2 separate regions of the Rattus norvegicus genome follow, and region 2 is linked to region 1. A link is a contact called in public Hi-C data. All regions are on one chromosome and are shown on one strand. Each heading gives the region's core, a stretch centred on a gene start, on an enhancer-like site or on the middle of the called end of the contact. The rest is flanking DNA. Distances are from core to core; before and after follow the strand shown. Region 1 holds the start of Med11 (mediator complex subunit 11). Region 2 holds the start of Zfp3 (zinc finger protein 3).

Evidence for each region. Hi-C and Micro-C count contacts between places; a contact is called where the count stands out from the background.
Region 2: a Hi-C map of liver shows a contact between it and region 1, with 1.9 times the contacts expected there. The contact joins the promoter of Zfp3 here to the promoter of Med11 in region 1. A contact is called at or near these places in 2 of 12 Hi-C or Micro-C datasets (liver and mammary epithelial cells) and 1 of 1 datasets of contacts at active chromatin or transcription factors (oligodendrocytes).

What each region holds. Positions count from the first base shown.
Region 1 is chr10:55,657,298-55,664,671 of GRCr8, reverse strand. Med11 (mediator complex subunit 11) reads right to left here and starts at 1,716. Exons shown (of 3, transcript NM_001399586.1): 1 at 1,571-1,716; 2 at 1,294-1,424; 3 at 98-549. The coding sequence starts at 1,655. The coding sequence ends at 412.
Region 2 is chr10:55,974,557-55,981,891 of GRCr8, reverse strand. Zfp3 (zinc finger protein 3) reads right to left here and starts at 4,865. Exons shown (of 2, transcript NM_001109034.1): 1 at 4,154-4,865.

The DNA.
Region 1 (7,374 bases), core at 467-2,966:
TCTATGTACTTAGCCCAGGTTGACCTCAAGCTATAGCAATCTTCCCACCTCTGCTTTCCAAATACTGGAGCTACAGGTGTGAGCCACCATGCCGTGCTACTAAGAATACATTTATTTTTATTGGGCCAAGTCTTCTGAAATGCCAGGGAAGGGTGCACACGAGGAAGTGGGTTGGAAGTTGACCTCTGACTCCTGTCTCAGCTTGCACAGTGGAAAACAGGGCTGTCTTGCTGGAGGAGCCAGAAGAAATCTGTGTGTACACTTGGGCTTTGGAGTCTCCAGTTCTGCTTTCGGACTCGTGGTCCTCATCTGCCCTGAACCAGTAGGGCATGTAGATATTACTCTGTTCCCCATCCTACCGGTCTCTGGGTTCTGTCCCAAGGTGCAGTTCACACTCTGGATCATCCTGACTTAGTTCTCCAGCATCTGTTCACAGGTTCTTGCCACATCACTGATCTTGAGGCGGGCGTAATCTACTCGCTTGAGAGCCATTTGACAGTCCTTCCTGGAAGAATAGCTGGAGCCCTCATGCGGCTGCCCTGTGGCCACCTACAAGACAGATCAATCAGTGGAGCACTGCCTCTCTCGACCACCCATAACCAGGCAGTATTAGGTCTCTGGTCTCATATCTTTCCCTAGTCTGACCTACATTAGCTGTCTAGTAACTCAATGTTCTAAGGCAAAAGACCTAACCTGTGTGAGCCTCATCTATGAACGAGGGACCACAGCAAGTACTTCCTAGAGTTGTAGGATAAGACACTGCAGAGTGACCAGCACACCACAAATGCTAGTAAACAGTATAAGGACTCTGGAAGCCACTTAGTGCTGTCCCTTTCCTTAGTCCCCAAGCATATGTGGCCTCACACAGGACACCATGCCAAGTTTCTGGGAACAAAGTTCAATAGTTTCAGCTTTGCTTTTATTTATTTATTTTTGTTCAGTACTGGGGCCTCTTTATGGTAGGCAAGTGCTCTCACACAGAACTCCAAGTCCTCTTTTTTACCTATCTACTGGGTCTGAATTGCCCAGACAAGTTTTGAACTTGTGATCCTCCGGCCTCAGCCTTCTGAGTAGCTGAGAATACAGACCTGTGCCACTAGGTCTGGCTACGGTATTGTTTATACACCCTGGACATTTTTAATCCTTCGCTTTTAGAAGACTAAACCAGCCCTGAAATGCAAGTGCCAATCGCGTAAAAGGCAGAGTCTTACCCAACTAAAAGCTCAAGGAATCCCTAAGGCTAGGGCGGTGCTGGAGAGCTGGCGTCCCCGCCCAGTACCTAAACACACCCACCTGGGTGAGGTAGCGGATCTGAGCGGACAGCTCTGCCTCCACGTGCTGCACAGAAGCGGTGAAGGCTGCCGCCTGCCGGTCTAGGAGACGCTCGTTCGTTTTTTCCTTGGACAGTTCCAGGATTGCTGTTCCTGCCAGGGCGGGTAGAGGGCGGTATTAGACTCAGGCTGGAGACTTAGCTCCGCCCTAAGGCCAGCATTCAGTGTCCCGCCCCAATTGCGCGCAGAGTCCGGGGCTGGTCTTCTCCCCCTCCCGTCCGCTCCTCGCTTCCCGAAACCTGCGTTCTGGAGGATGGCGCCGATTTCGCGCTCGATGTCCTCCAGGGCGCGCAGCCGCTCGTTCGCCAGGCTGTAGGTAGCCATCGTTCCAGTGGAAAGCCCCGCAGGCTGTCTTTTGCGAGGTGCGGCGCCAAGGCCCGGAAATGCCTGTTATTGTGCGCCTGCGCAGAGGCCACTGTAGCGAACACTACAATTCCCAGGATGCTCAACGCGCTTCGGAGTCTACCTGGTCTAGTCTGACTGCCAGTGCTCTAATGCCAGGCCAGACCAGGGGTGGAAAGAGGAGGTTATTGACTTTTGTTTTCTGACAGGGTCTAAGTATAGACCAACCTGGCCTGGAAACTCAGAGAGATCCTCCGGTGTAATAGGTCTGTCAAAAATGAAGCTAGTCGGGGTTGGGGATTTAGCTCAGTGGTAGAGTGCTTGCCTAGCAAGCACAAGGCCCTGGGTTCGGTCCCCAGCTCTGAAAAAAAAAAGAAAAGAAAAAAAAATGAAGCTAGTCTAAAGAGATACTTGTATCTCTTCAGTCTTGACTATCAGGTTATTGAAACAATGGCCACCAAAGAAACGAGAATCTCCCTAGGAATCTCATGCTGAGAGAAAGAAAGGTTCCCCGCCAGAGGGGGAACTTGTTTTCCGGAAAGACATTTCACACAATTCTAACAACTTGTCAGACCACTTTACAGGATGAGACTGAAGCCCAGATATAGTCAGTGGTGGGTGTGACCACAAACCTTGAACAGACTACTTAGATGTTCACAGCCTTGCTCTATTTAAACTTTGATGTGTCAGCACCCTGAAGACTGACTTGAGGGGGCTTGCCAGATCTCTTTGTCACACTCTTCCCAATGTGGCCACATTGAATAAGTCTCCTTTTCTGACTTTCCACTTTTAATTGGCTAATTGAAAAAGAATAGCCAGACGTGACTTGGGCACTAGTCTTCCCCTTATCCGCTTTCCCACAAATTGAGTATTACTGCCTCTGCCTCCCTAATGTTGGGATTAAAGGTATGAACCACCACTGAAACATCCCTGTGGCTCAAAGCCACTCAGATCTGTCCGATATAATTGACAGTCTGGTGGACTTATTGCATTTATAGGAACTTGTTATTAAGCACTGGCCCTGGGCCGGGAGATGACGGTGGGAGTTCAATTGTGTTCCTCCATACATGGGCTCTTGGATGGCCAACTTCTCCCAAAGAAAGCATGACTTGGCATGTTAAGCCATTCTCCCAAAAGCTTCTTCCTGATCCTGAGCCCAGCTAATTTTCACGACCTGGTTCCTTCCCTCTGATTATCAATTAGGAGGCTCTATGGATAGAGAGATAAAGAAAATGTTCTCTCATTCAATGGTGTTTGTTAGCTTTTTTATTTTATTTTTTTAAAGTTTTTTTTTTTTTCAAGACAGAGTTTCTTTTTGCAGCCCTGGTTGTCGTGGAACTTGCTTTGTAGGCCAGGGTGTCTTCGAACTCACCAAGATCTGCCTTCCTATGTCTCCTGAGTATGGGGATTAAAGGTATGCACTGCTACTGCCCACCAAGATTTATTTATTTTACTTGGTGAGTAGGGGTGTTTTGTCTGTATGTGTGTGAATGATGAGCACACATTGTTTATGGAGGTTGAAGAGGACATTGGATTGTCTAGAACTGGAGCTATAGGCAGTTTTGAGCCACTGTGTGGTTGCTGGGAATTGAACTTGGGTCCTCTGGAAGAATAGCCAGTGCTCTTAACCACTTAGCTTTCCCTTCAGCCCCTGGAAGGGGATTCTCTGAGCAAGTGGTTCTTGAACTGAACTCTAAGGCTATTGAGGTAGATGAGAGGCCGTAGTGGAAAAGGAAAATGGTATCCTCTAAGAGATGGGACGTGAAGGGTCCTGGTGTGGTTGAGGTCCAGTAAGGAGTTGTGTTTATGTGGAGGGCGTGGAATGTTATTGGAGCTGAGGGATGGCATGAAGCTGGAACAGGGGACAGGAAAACTCGTAAGCTAAGTAATCGAAATGTATTCTGGGGTGCTAGAAAGACGCCCGGGCTATGAGCACTGCCTGCTCTTCAGAAGACCTGAATTCAATTCCCAGCATCATATCAGACGGCTCACGACTGCTTATACCTTCAGCTCCAGGAAATCAGATGTGCCAGCACACATGACACACACACACACACACACACACACACACACACACACACACACACAAAGTAAAAGGGTGGAGGGTGGATTAGGGAGTAGTAGATATGAATATGTTTGAAATATATTGTACAACATTATCAAAGAATTAATTTTAAAAGTTTGCAGGGGCAAGGTGGGGGAAGTCTGGAGAGATGGCTCAGTGGTTAAGAGCACTGACTGCTCTTCCAGAGGTCCTGAGTTCAAATCCCAGCACCCACATGGTGGCTCACAACCATCTGTAATGAGATCTGATGCCCTCTTCTGGTGTGTCTGAAGACAGCTCAGTGTATTCATATACATTAAATAAATAAATAAATCTTCAAAAAAAAAAAAAAGAAACAAAGAACAAAACAACAACAAAAGCAACAAAGAGGAATGGGAAACAGGGCACATTAGCCTATGACCCCAGAACTCGGCAGGCAGAGGCAGGAGGATCAGAAGTTCTAGGCCATTCTCAAGGTAAACAGCAAGTTCATGGCTTGTTTTGTGCTCCATGAGACCCTGTTTCTAAAGAAGAAAAACACAAACTAAAAAAAGTGAAGAAGCAGGTAACGGTGTATTCCTGTAACCTTAACACTAGGCCCCATAGTGAACTCAAGGCAAAACTAGAGTACTAGTTCTCAAAAGTCTAAATGCTGGCGCTGTAGCTTGGCTTTGTTTGGGGCTTCCAGTTTTCTCCTCAGTACTGAAAGGGAAGCTGGGCATGAATGTGGAAACGTTGGATGCTGGCTGGAGAACAGAGGCTGCGTGGTAACTGGTTTAGCAATGGAATGGTTACTAAGCCAATGGTAAACTTTAGGGAGCAGACTGCCCTGAAATTAGTGGTAGGATAGGACTTCGGATAAAGTTGGTACTAAAGTTCAGAGGCTTATTCAAAGGAATTGGACAGCCAGCTCTCTTGACTTCATACATCTTGGCAAATAACCCCTAGCCCAGGACAATACCGATGTGTTTTTGTTTATTTGTTCTCTCTTGGTTTTTTTTCTGTTTTTTGTTTTTTGTTTGTTTTTGTTTTTGTTTTGTTTTTTTTTTCGGAGCTGGGAACCGAACCCAGGGCCTTGCGTTTGCTAGGCAAGTGCTCTACCACTGAGCTAAATCCCCAACCCCTCTCTCTTGTTTTTTAAGATTAGCATCTTTGGGGGCTGGAGAGATGACTCAGCAGTTAAGAGCACTGGTTATTCTTCCAAAGGACCCAGGTTCAATTCCCAGCACTTATGTGGTGACTCACAACTACCTGTAGCTCCAGTTCCAGGGGATCCATTCTGGCCTCTGTGGACACACATACACTCAGGCACACACACACACACACACACACACACACAGAGAGAGAGAGAGAGAGAGAGAGAGAGAGAATATAAATGTAGCCAAAGAAAAGGCCATTGAGAAGCAGCCCAGGAGGCTTACTTGTACCTCTGGGATGAAGGGATGAAAGAGCCCATTAAAGGCCCCATGTAGCTGAGGAGGAAACCAGACCCACGAATTAGAGCACCAGGCTTAACCAAAAGGCACCTAGGGAAGCTTCCAGAAAAAGGAAACTGAGGCAAAGGCTGGGCAATTAGAATGGTGTGGGGCCTCTTAGAAAGAAAGAAAGAAAGAAAGAAAGAAAGAAAGAAAGAAAGAAAGAAAGAAAGAAAGAAGGAAAGAGAGAGGGGGGGGAGGAAGGAAGGAAGGAAGGAAGGAAGGAAGGAAGGAAGGAAGGAAACAAACAAATAAATACAAAAACTTCAGAAAAACCACCACCACCACCACCACCACCACCACCACCACCACCACCACCACCACCACCACCACCACCACTCCATTCCCTCTGGCTAGAATAACCTTCCACATTTGAGGGAGAACTGGCTGGGAATCCAGAATTCCACACCCCAGCTGCATTGGCGTGAAGACTAAAATGCAAAGACACCGTTTTTCCCATCGAACATTTGAATGTATTTTTCTCGTGGAACAGTTAGGTGCAGGCGGTTAGTTCCACACACTCCACAGGTCACACGAGGGCCAAGGCTTTTGCTGCGGTTGCCCTCTAAGGTCTTGCCTGGGTAAGCTCATAGTCCTGGATGTCAGCCTTCCCTAGACTCATTAGAGACATTGTCTTAGCACCGACCCCAGACCAACTGAGCCACAGGCTGTGTTTAAAGGTCCCCAGGTGACTTGTATGCACAATAAAGTGTGAGAAACCCTGGTGGGGGCACTGTGTGTGCCCCCTGAAACCTGACTTTCCCCTGCTCTGGGCTAGGACTGCAGGGGAAGAGGAAGAGGAAATTGTAGAGGACAGGGAACTATGTGAGGAGTCTGGCTGGGAAGTGACTCATATTTCATGAAGGAAGCTTAGCCATGTGCTTTTCCCTACCTGTGGAAAGCGTAGGCCTTTCCTACATGGCCAGCTATTGGGTCACCTCAGGAGAATAGATCTTGGGGGGTATCTAGGGATTCACAAAGCTGAACTCTCAATTAGGAAGACGGAATAAAGACACTCTGGTCTGAACAAACTGTCAGCTTTCCTCAGTGACGAGGCACAGGTCCAGGTCATTCGTGAAAGGTCCCGGCAACCCCAGTGCAATAGGAAGAGTCTGGACTGTAGACTCCTGGGAGAGAGGAGTACAAGGTGAATTGTGATTAAACTGGAGAATAAGCATATTTCAAACGACCATTAAGCATGGAAAACAGGAGGTGATCACGAAGGACCACAGATCCACTATAAACCTTAGCAGAGGCATAATTCAATACTCAACATCGATCTGACTCCACCTGATACAATCCTCAGGGGAATGGGCCGGGGGCAGGGTGAATAGCGTCACACGATGATCAGGAGGCACAAAGATAGGCTCAGCCTTCACCTTCTGGCAGGTTTGTCCCCTCTGAGGCCTGCATCTATAAATTTATCTTCAAATGTGGCCTACAAAACCATAAACTTACTTAAACCATTATGAAATCTAAAAAAGCCTTGTCCCTCCCATTCCTCTTCCTCTCTTTTTTTTCTTTTTTGCAATTTTTATTTTTGCAATTTTTATTTTGCAACTAAAAATTTTGCAGTTACAGCATAGTCTGAGCATGAGCTTGGTGGATGATGGCACCATGTCGTGGCATTGGAGCCGGGCATCTGCTAGGTGATGCTGAGGGCAGAAGTCAAGAAGGAGCAAAACTATCGTGTTCCGAGATAGGGGTGAGGGTGAGAGGGGTAGTAAATGCCTTCAGAAACATTTGAAGGACGAGGGAGAGAGTTCCCTCTGAGGAGAAAGAAATCAGGGGCCTGCCTTATCTATTTATTTTCGGTTGTTGTTTTTGTTTAAGACTCTTTCAGCCACCAGGCTTTAATCTGCAGGCTTTAACCTTTAGTCCCAGCATCCAGGAGGAAGCAGAAGCAGGCAGGTTTATGTGCGTTTGAGGCCAGCTTAGTCAACATACTGAGTTCTAGGACAGCCAGGTCTATGTGTTGAGATTCTATCTCAAAGAGCCAAATCAAGCAAAGCGAACAGACAAAAACCAACCAAACAAGCAAACAAAACCCCAACCTCAAAACCAAACCAAATCCAAACTCACACCAGTGCCAGATACAGTAAAGAATATTTCAGCACCATACGATGCTTGTATGCCTGTGGATAAACTCAGGGTCTTGTATGTGTTAGGCACTCTATCCCTA
Region 2 (7,335 bases), core at 3,616-6,115, 310 kb before region 1:
ACCACTGAACTGAGAATAGGACCCCGGTTGAAGGAATCAGAGAAAGAACTGGAAGAGCTTGAAGGGGCTCGAGACCCCATATGAACAACAATGCCAAGCAACCAGAGCTTCCAGGGACTAAGCCACTACCTAAAGACTATACATGGACTGACCCTGGACTCTGACCTCATAGGTAGCAATGAATATCCTAGTAAGAGCACCAGTGGAAGGGGAAGCCCTGGGTCCTGCTAAGACTGAACCCCCAGTGAACTAGACTGTTGCGGGGAGGGCGGCAAGGGGGGAGGAGGGGGAGGGAAACACCCATAAAGAAGGGGAGGGGGAGGGATTAGGGGGATGTTGGCCTGGAAACAGGGAAAGGGAATAACACTCGAAATGTAAATAAGAAATACTCAAGTTAAAAAAAAAAGAAAAAAAAAAGAACTTGATCTCTACTGGAACCCTGAAGCCTAGGAACCTCTTTGTTGTCTCCCTCAAAGTGAGCTACAAGCCCCCAGCATCTTCTCATATTTTCCCATGGAGCAAGGAAAGACCCCCAAAGCTAGATCTCTCTCTCTCTCTCTCTCTCTCTCTCTCTCTCTCTCTCTCTCTCTTTCCTGTCAAAATCTGTGTAACTATAAGGATAGATTATGGAGTTGTGGCTATCTTTTTTTGGAACTATGCAAGTCTGGCTGGCCTAAAACTCACAAGATGCCTTTAAATTTGCAGAGATGGCCTGTCTCTACCTCCTGAGCACTGGGGTTAAAGGCCCACAGCCATGCTAAGATTTTGGCTGTCTTCTCTATCCTTGGCATCATTCCATTCTGGAAGCACTGTCTTACAGAAATTCCCTCCTAGTGTCTTTAATCTCAGCGTTTAAGGGGATGAGGCAGAAGGCACATGATTGAAGCCAGTCTGGATTACATTCAGGATGCTGTGTGAAATAAAAATAGAAGAGAATTATTCTTGCCACAAGTGAATGTCACTCAAATACTCAACCAAGAAGTTTTCAGGAGCTGGTATTTCAGTATCTATGGACTTCCCACCTCCCTCTGACCTTCCTTTTCAAATCTTCAGGTCTTCTCTAGTTGCTTATCTTACAGTTTTGGTCTTGATGGATTTTTTTTCTCCTAAGAGTTCTGAAGATCAAATCCAAGACTCAACAACTAAGCTGTACTTCTAGCCCTTCCTTTGTTTTGAGACAGGGTCTCAGTACATAGTCCCAGCTGGCCTAGAACTCTGTATGTAGACCAGGCTGGCCTGTAACATAAAGATCTACCTGCCTCTGCCTCCCAAGTACTGGGATTAAATGCACGTGTCATCACACCCTGTTTATTTTTTATGTTATTTGAGACAAACTCCACTAAGTTTCCAAAGCTGGCCCCCCAACTCACAATGCTGCTGCTTCAGCCCCCCCAGAGTACCTGAGTGCCTGGGATTACAGACATCAGTGTCATGCCTAGCTCAGCACCTTCTAGAGTTTGTTTGTTTGTTTTGTTTTAAAGGAAGTCAGCACTTGGGAAATCTATACCTGCACAAGATATGGAAAATCACTTAATCAGAGTAAAACAAGACAATAAAAGATATGGGAGCTGGGTGTGGTACCCCATATCTGTAATCCTAGAATTCAGGAGGCTAAGGCAGAAAAGTCACAAGTTTGAAGCCAGTCTGAGCTACAATGAGCCCCTATCACAAACAAACAAAACTAACGAAGGGGAAGGGACTCAAATTCAGTCTTCCGCATTATTATATTTACTTTGTATTCTGCCAGTGAATATAATGAGTGTAATTTCTAGGTGTCCTCTCACATAGAAATCAGAGCCACTCTCCACTCATATAGAGGGTCTTAGAAATAAAGCCACACATGAGCCCTCATTCTCATATAGAAGCCCCCAGGGCCTAAATGCATATTCCCCAAGCATTTCCCATCTCTTTGCTAAATCATGAGCTATTCCTGAAGATGGAGGAGGGAGGCTGAAAGCAGTCGGTTTTCATGTTGGGGGATGACAGGCAGACCTCTACCTGGTCTCTACAGCTTAGGATAGGGTCCTCAACTCTGCAAACCTGGACTTGTCTTAGCAAAGCACTGGAGGAGAAAAGTCTCGGAAACCTCATTCGGAAAGTTCTGATGGGCACACCTGCTAACGAACAGCAGCTAATGAAAACTGCATATTTTTGAGCCAGGGTGAACCAAATTCCATTACTCATCTGGCACAAGGCCCACCTCCTCCGGAAGTCCTCACTAACATCTGCAGGAAGGAGCCCTTGGTCCTCCGAAGCCGGGTTTTCCCCTAGTCCCTTTCTCACCTTTCCTTAACTACAGTTTCCATGTTACTTCCTGTTTGTTATGCTTTTCGAAGCTTCCAGAATGAATTATTTCCTACGGCTCACAATGCTCTCCTAATCAAGCCTGTTTCCTTTCCCCACATCCCACCTCACATTCCCCAACAACAACTAGCAGGTGCAGGTGTGCTCAGTATCCTGCAGGCCAAACACTGTCTATTCTTTAAAATGTCTCTGCCTTTGCAAAGAAACCATTCTCACTTCCTGGAATACTGCTGCTCACCTGTGCACTTAGCAAACATCGAGATGCAGCTGATGTGGGCAGCCCCCCTCCATCCTCCTTCTGACCTGCAGGCCCCAACAAGTGTTACTTCTTCATACAGACAATATGCCACCGTATTATGCATTTGCTTTTCTCTAGAGCAGAGGTTCTCAACCTTCCTAATGCCACTTCGACCCTATAATACACATGTTGTGGTGAACCCCGACCATAAAATTATTTTCATTGCTACCTCATAATTATAATTTTGCCGCTATGAATGATAATGTATAGATCTGTGTTTTCCAATGGTCTTAGGCAACCCTATAACAGGGACACTCAGCTCTCAGAGGAGTTGCACTACTCTAGACCATGAACAAGGATGATGTTCTACTCATCTTGTTAATTTCAGTGCTTAGCACATTTCTGATACCTGGTAAATATTAAGTGAGGTTTGTGTGCTATCTGGGTGACAAGTCTGCAGCTGTTTTGAAGGTTAACTGGAGTTTCCATTCATCATTGTCCCTAAAGAGACCAGGGCAGTGTCTGATATTGCTTTTTTATATAAGAATAAGTTCTTAGCCGGGCATAGTGGCACAAACCATTAATCCCAGCACATGGAAAACAGAAGCACGTGGATCTCTGAAAGTCTGAGGTCAACCTGATCTACATAGTGAGCTCTAGACTAGCCAGAGATATGCAGCAAGACCCTATCTCAAAAAAAATCAAACTAAAACAACAAAAGTTCTTTCTCGGGGGTTGGGGATTTAGCTCAGTGGTAGAGCGATTGCCTAGCAAGCGCAAGGCCCTGGGTTCGGTCCCCAGCTCCGAAAAAAAAAAAAAAAAAGGAAAAGAAAAAGTTCTTTCTCCCAAGACATTATTATTTTCCTTCTCTGGTACCCGGAATCAAGGGAACTTCGTCAATTCTGTGCTCAATTCAGTCTCCTTTATGATTGTTATTACTCTTAATTATGTGTAGATGTGTGTTGCTCCATGAGTTACAGATGTGTATGCACATGAGTTACAGATGATATGAGGAGTGCTAGGAACCAAACCGGGGTCCTCTGAAAGAGCGGCAAGTACTGCTGAGCCGTCTCTTTAGTCAATTCTATCGTCTTTCTTTAACCTTAATAAGACAATGTTCTGCCTGCCGGCACAGGTCACAACATGTCACGAGGGCTACTCATTCTAGCAGTATACTTACGGAATGCAATACCAAAGGGGGGCGAGAGAGAGAGAGAGAGAGAGAGAGAGAGAGAGAGAGAGAGAGAGAATATATGAATGTGTGTGTGTGTGTGTGTGTGTGTGTGTGTGTGTGTGTGTGTGTGTGTGTGTGTGTGAGAGAGAGAGAGAGAGAGAGAGAGAATAGGCGTAAGTCGTAGGCATGCCCATATTGGACCCTGCTTCTCCAGTTTCCCTGGCTGACAAGGCCTGGAAGCAGAATTAGTATCGTTCCTGACAGTGCCCAGGCTCCACCCTCTCCGTGTGCAAATGAGTAGGAGCCCCGGGTGCTATAAAGTCCAAGGTCGTACAGCAAACCCCAGTCAGGGGCGAGCCTACAGTCAGGACTCCAGCTCCAAGCTGGGAGCCCCACGCCCTCCTCCCCCGGGCATGACGGAACCAAAGAGGCCTCACCGCTGGCGGATGCCGCCCACGCTCACTCCACTGGGCCTGGGGCGCTGCACCGCGGCGCGCACAGAACCGCAGCTGTCGTCTGGTGTCACGGGCGACCCACACCGGCCACTTCCGGTGCCGGGCGGCACTGCGGCCAATCCGAGAGAGTCCCACTCGCGGGAGGAACAGGTGGCCATCGGGTCCACACCTCCATACCCGTCCCAGCTTTCCCGTCTGCTGCTCTCGCCCTAATTCACTTCATCTTCGCCGGGCCGGGCAGGGGTGGTCGGCTTACGAGAATGTCCCGGTGCACCTTGCGAAACCCACTGCGTCCCCGGACCACTGACGCACAGGGTCCTCCCGGTTTCCTAGAACGGCTCCGGGAATGCACTTCCGCCCCGCAGCAGCCGCTCTGCGCGCCCCTGGCGTTTCCGTGGGCTGGAAAACTTGAAGCTCCGCAACTCTTCCCGCGGGGACGTGTTGAGCAGCGGTATTTGTGCCTTCCCTACCACTTTCCAAGAGTCTGTCAACCGAGGACCCTAGATTTAGGGTGCGCATGTCATCTTCTAGGAGCGAGGGGGGAGACCTGCTTTGAGGTTAGGAAGGCTTCAGGGAGTGATGCTTTGACAAAAATCTCAAGATCGAGTGTGATTTCCGTAGCCTGTTCAGGCAATAGGAACTGCATTATTTGCTGGCCTTCCTGTCTTCTTGAATAAATTTGATCTTTTAGTACAGCACGTATGTGACTATGAATGTGGTGATCCTCCTGCCTCAGCCTTCCAAGTGCTGAAATGAGTGACCATGCCCAGTGAAATAGACCTCTGTGTGTGGGGAGGTTGAGGCAGCGTCCTATTCTGCATCTAGGACTGGTCTTGAATTAATTGTGTATTAATAGTTCAACCTAGCCTCGAATTTAAGGCAGTCCTCCTGCCTCTACTCCCAGGTGTTGGGATTAGAGGCCTAAAATGATATACTTGTGATGGTTTAAATAAAAATGGCCCTCATAGGCCCATAGGGAGTGGCACTATTAGGAGGTGTGGCCTTGTTGGAGTAGGTGTGGCCTAGTTGGAGGAATTGTGTCACTGGAGGCCAGCTTAGAGGTCTCAAGCCCAAACCTGGGTGGTGTGTCACAGTCTCTTCCTACTGCCTGTGATCACATATAGAAAACTCTCAGCTACCTCTCTAGCACCTTGTCTACCTACAGGCTACCATGTTTTCTACCATGATCATAATGGACTAAACCTCCGAACTGTAAGCCAGCCCTAATTAAATGTCTTCCTTTTTAAGAGTTGCAGTGGTCATGGTGTCTCTTCACTTCGATAACATCCTAACTTAACACCCAACTCTAATATGAGCATTTAAACAGAGTCAACTAAAATTATAGGTTGTTGCAGATAGTAGGGCTGCCAATCAAAGGTATTGGTGTAAGACAGGCTAGCCTGAGGGACTCTGAACCCTCATACCTTGTCTCAATGCTGAACTCAAGGTGATCGATTTCCTTTTTGAGGGCCATGTACTGGACATATATCACAATAGTCTGCAGTTAGGCAAACATGGACGCTAGCTCCCACCTTTGGGGCACAGTGGTGGCCCTGGCTTGACTAATCACATGATCCTTCCTTCTAACTGGTCCAGAGGTGAATATTACATAGAAACAGAACTGAACAGTACTTCCTTACTGTTCTTACAGTTGCTATCAGGGAAGAGTAGTGCAGTTTGGGACGACATTGTGAGGAATCTGGTCTTTTCTGAAGTAATGGTCTCTGAAATAGGCCTGAACAGGCTGTCGAGATGGCTCAGCGGTTAAGAGCACTGACTGCTCTTCCAGAGGTCCTGAGTTCAGTTCCCAGCAACAGATGTGGCTCACAACCATCTGTAGTGTGATCTTGGTGCCCTCTTCTGGTGTGTATAAAATAAAAGAAGAAAGAAATAGGCCCGAACAAGGAGATCTGAACAGAGAAAAGGCAGAGGAGGCTAAGGTATAGCTCAGAGGTAGAACACTTGCCTAGAATGTGCTAGGTAGGCCTTAAATTCAACCCCCAGTACTGTAATCCCAATGCTTTAACATATCCTAGTACAGAATACACATGACTAATCCCAAAGGGAGAGATGGGGGCACCGGGAAGAAATAACTGAACCAAAACAAGAAAGCACCAACTTCTCTAGCTCTGTTTCTGGTATAAAAGGAGGCTGTCCTGCCCCTCCAGCTCTGCTGACTGCAAGATGCAGCTCTCCTTGCCCAGTTCTCTTCTCCCTGGCCTCCCTAACAGCATGGGGTTTCCAACACAATGCAGGCTTCACTTTCACAGCTTCACACAGTGGGCTTCAGGGCCTACACAGGGACTATTCTGCCTTACACCAGCCTCAGCAGCTCTTTGAAACCACAGAGGAAGTTCCCATGGCCGCTTTACTCAGGTCTTCATGACCTTAAAGTCAGCGCCATGGGGATGACACTGCCAACTTCAACTGCCAGCTTGGGATGGATGGTGGCCCACTTAGTCACATCTGCAGCAGAATTTGTTTGCCGTTCCTGTCTAGGAACAGAAAGAGAAAAAAATCCTCAGATCTTTTTTATTTACAAATTGGAAGCTTCACCAGAGGGGTCTTGCTCAGTGCAGACAATGGGTCTCCTTAATTTCATTATCTCTCTCAGTACAAGAATTGGGTGTAACTTTATGTTTCCTGTTACTCATGTTTTTCCTCTTCAAATTGTACGTTTTTAAAAAACTGTCTGCCCCATTTGCTGTTTTTCATTGTAATCCACATAAAAGAGTTCTTTCTAACCACAGGACAGATACAGTACTAGGCTGCCTTGAAAACTCCTGTCGTGCACAGAAGGCAGCAACATTAATTTTTTGCCAAAAATATAAGTCTCTAGTCCACTTGCTTAACGTTGCTGCTCTGTGAGACCCCTTGAGCTGGGCCTCCACAGTCTGAAGAGTCATCAGCACTGTTTTCCAAGCTCCCACTAGGACGTCTCATTACAAACATTCAACTGCCTTTCTAGCCCAAAGTTCCAAAGTCTTCTGAATCCTTCAAAAACCAGCGTGACCAGGCTTGCAACAGCCTGAAACCTCGTACAGACTGAAGTTACCTAGGCAGGCCTTAAACTCAATACACCTGAGGTCTGCCTCTACCTCCCAAACCCTAGGATTTCAAGCTTGTGCCGCCATACCTAACTTCACCTGGGAGTCTTTAAAAGT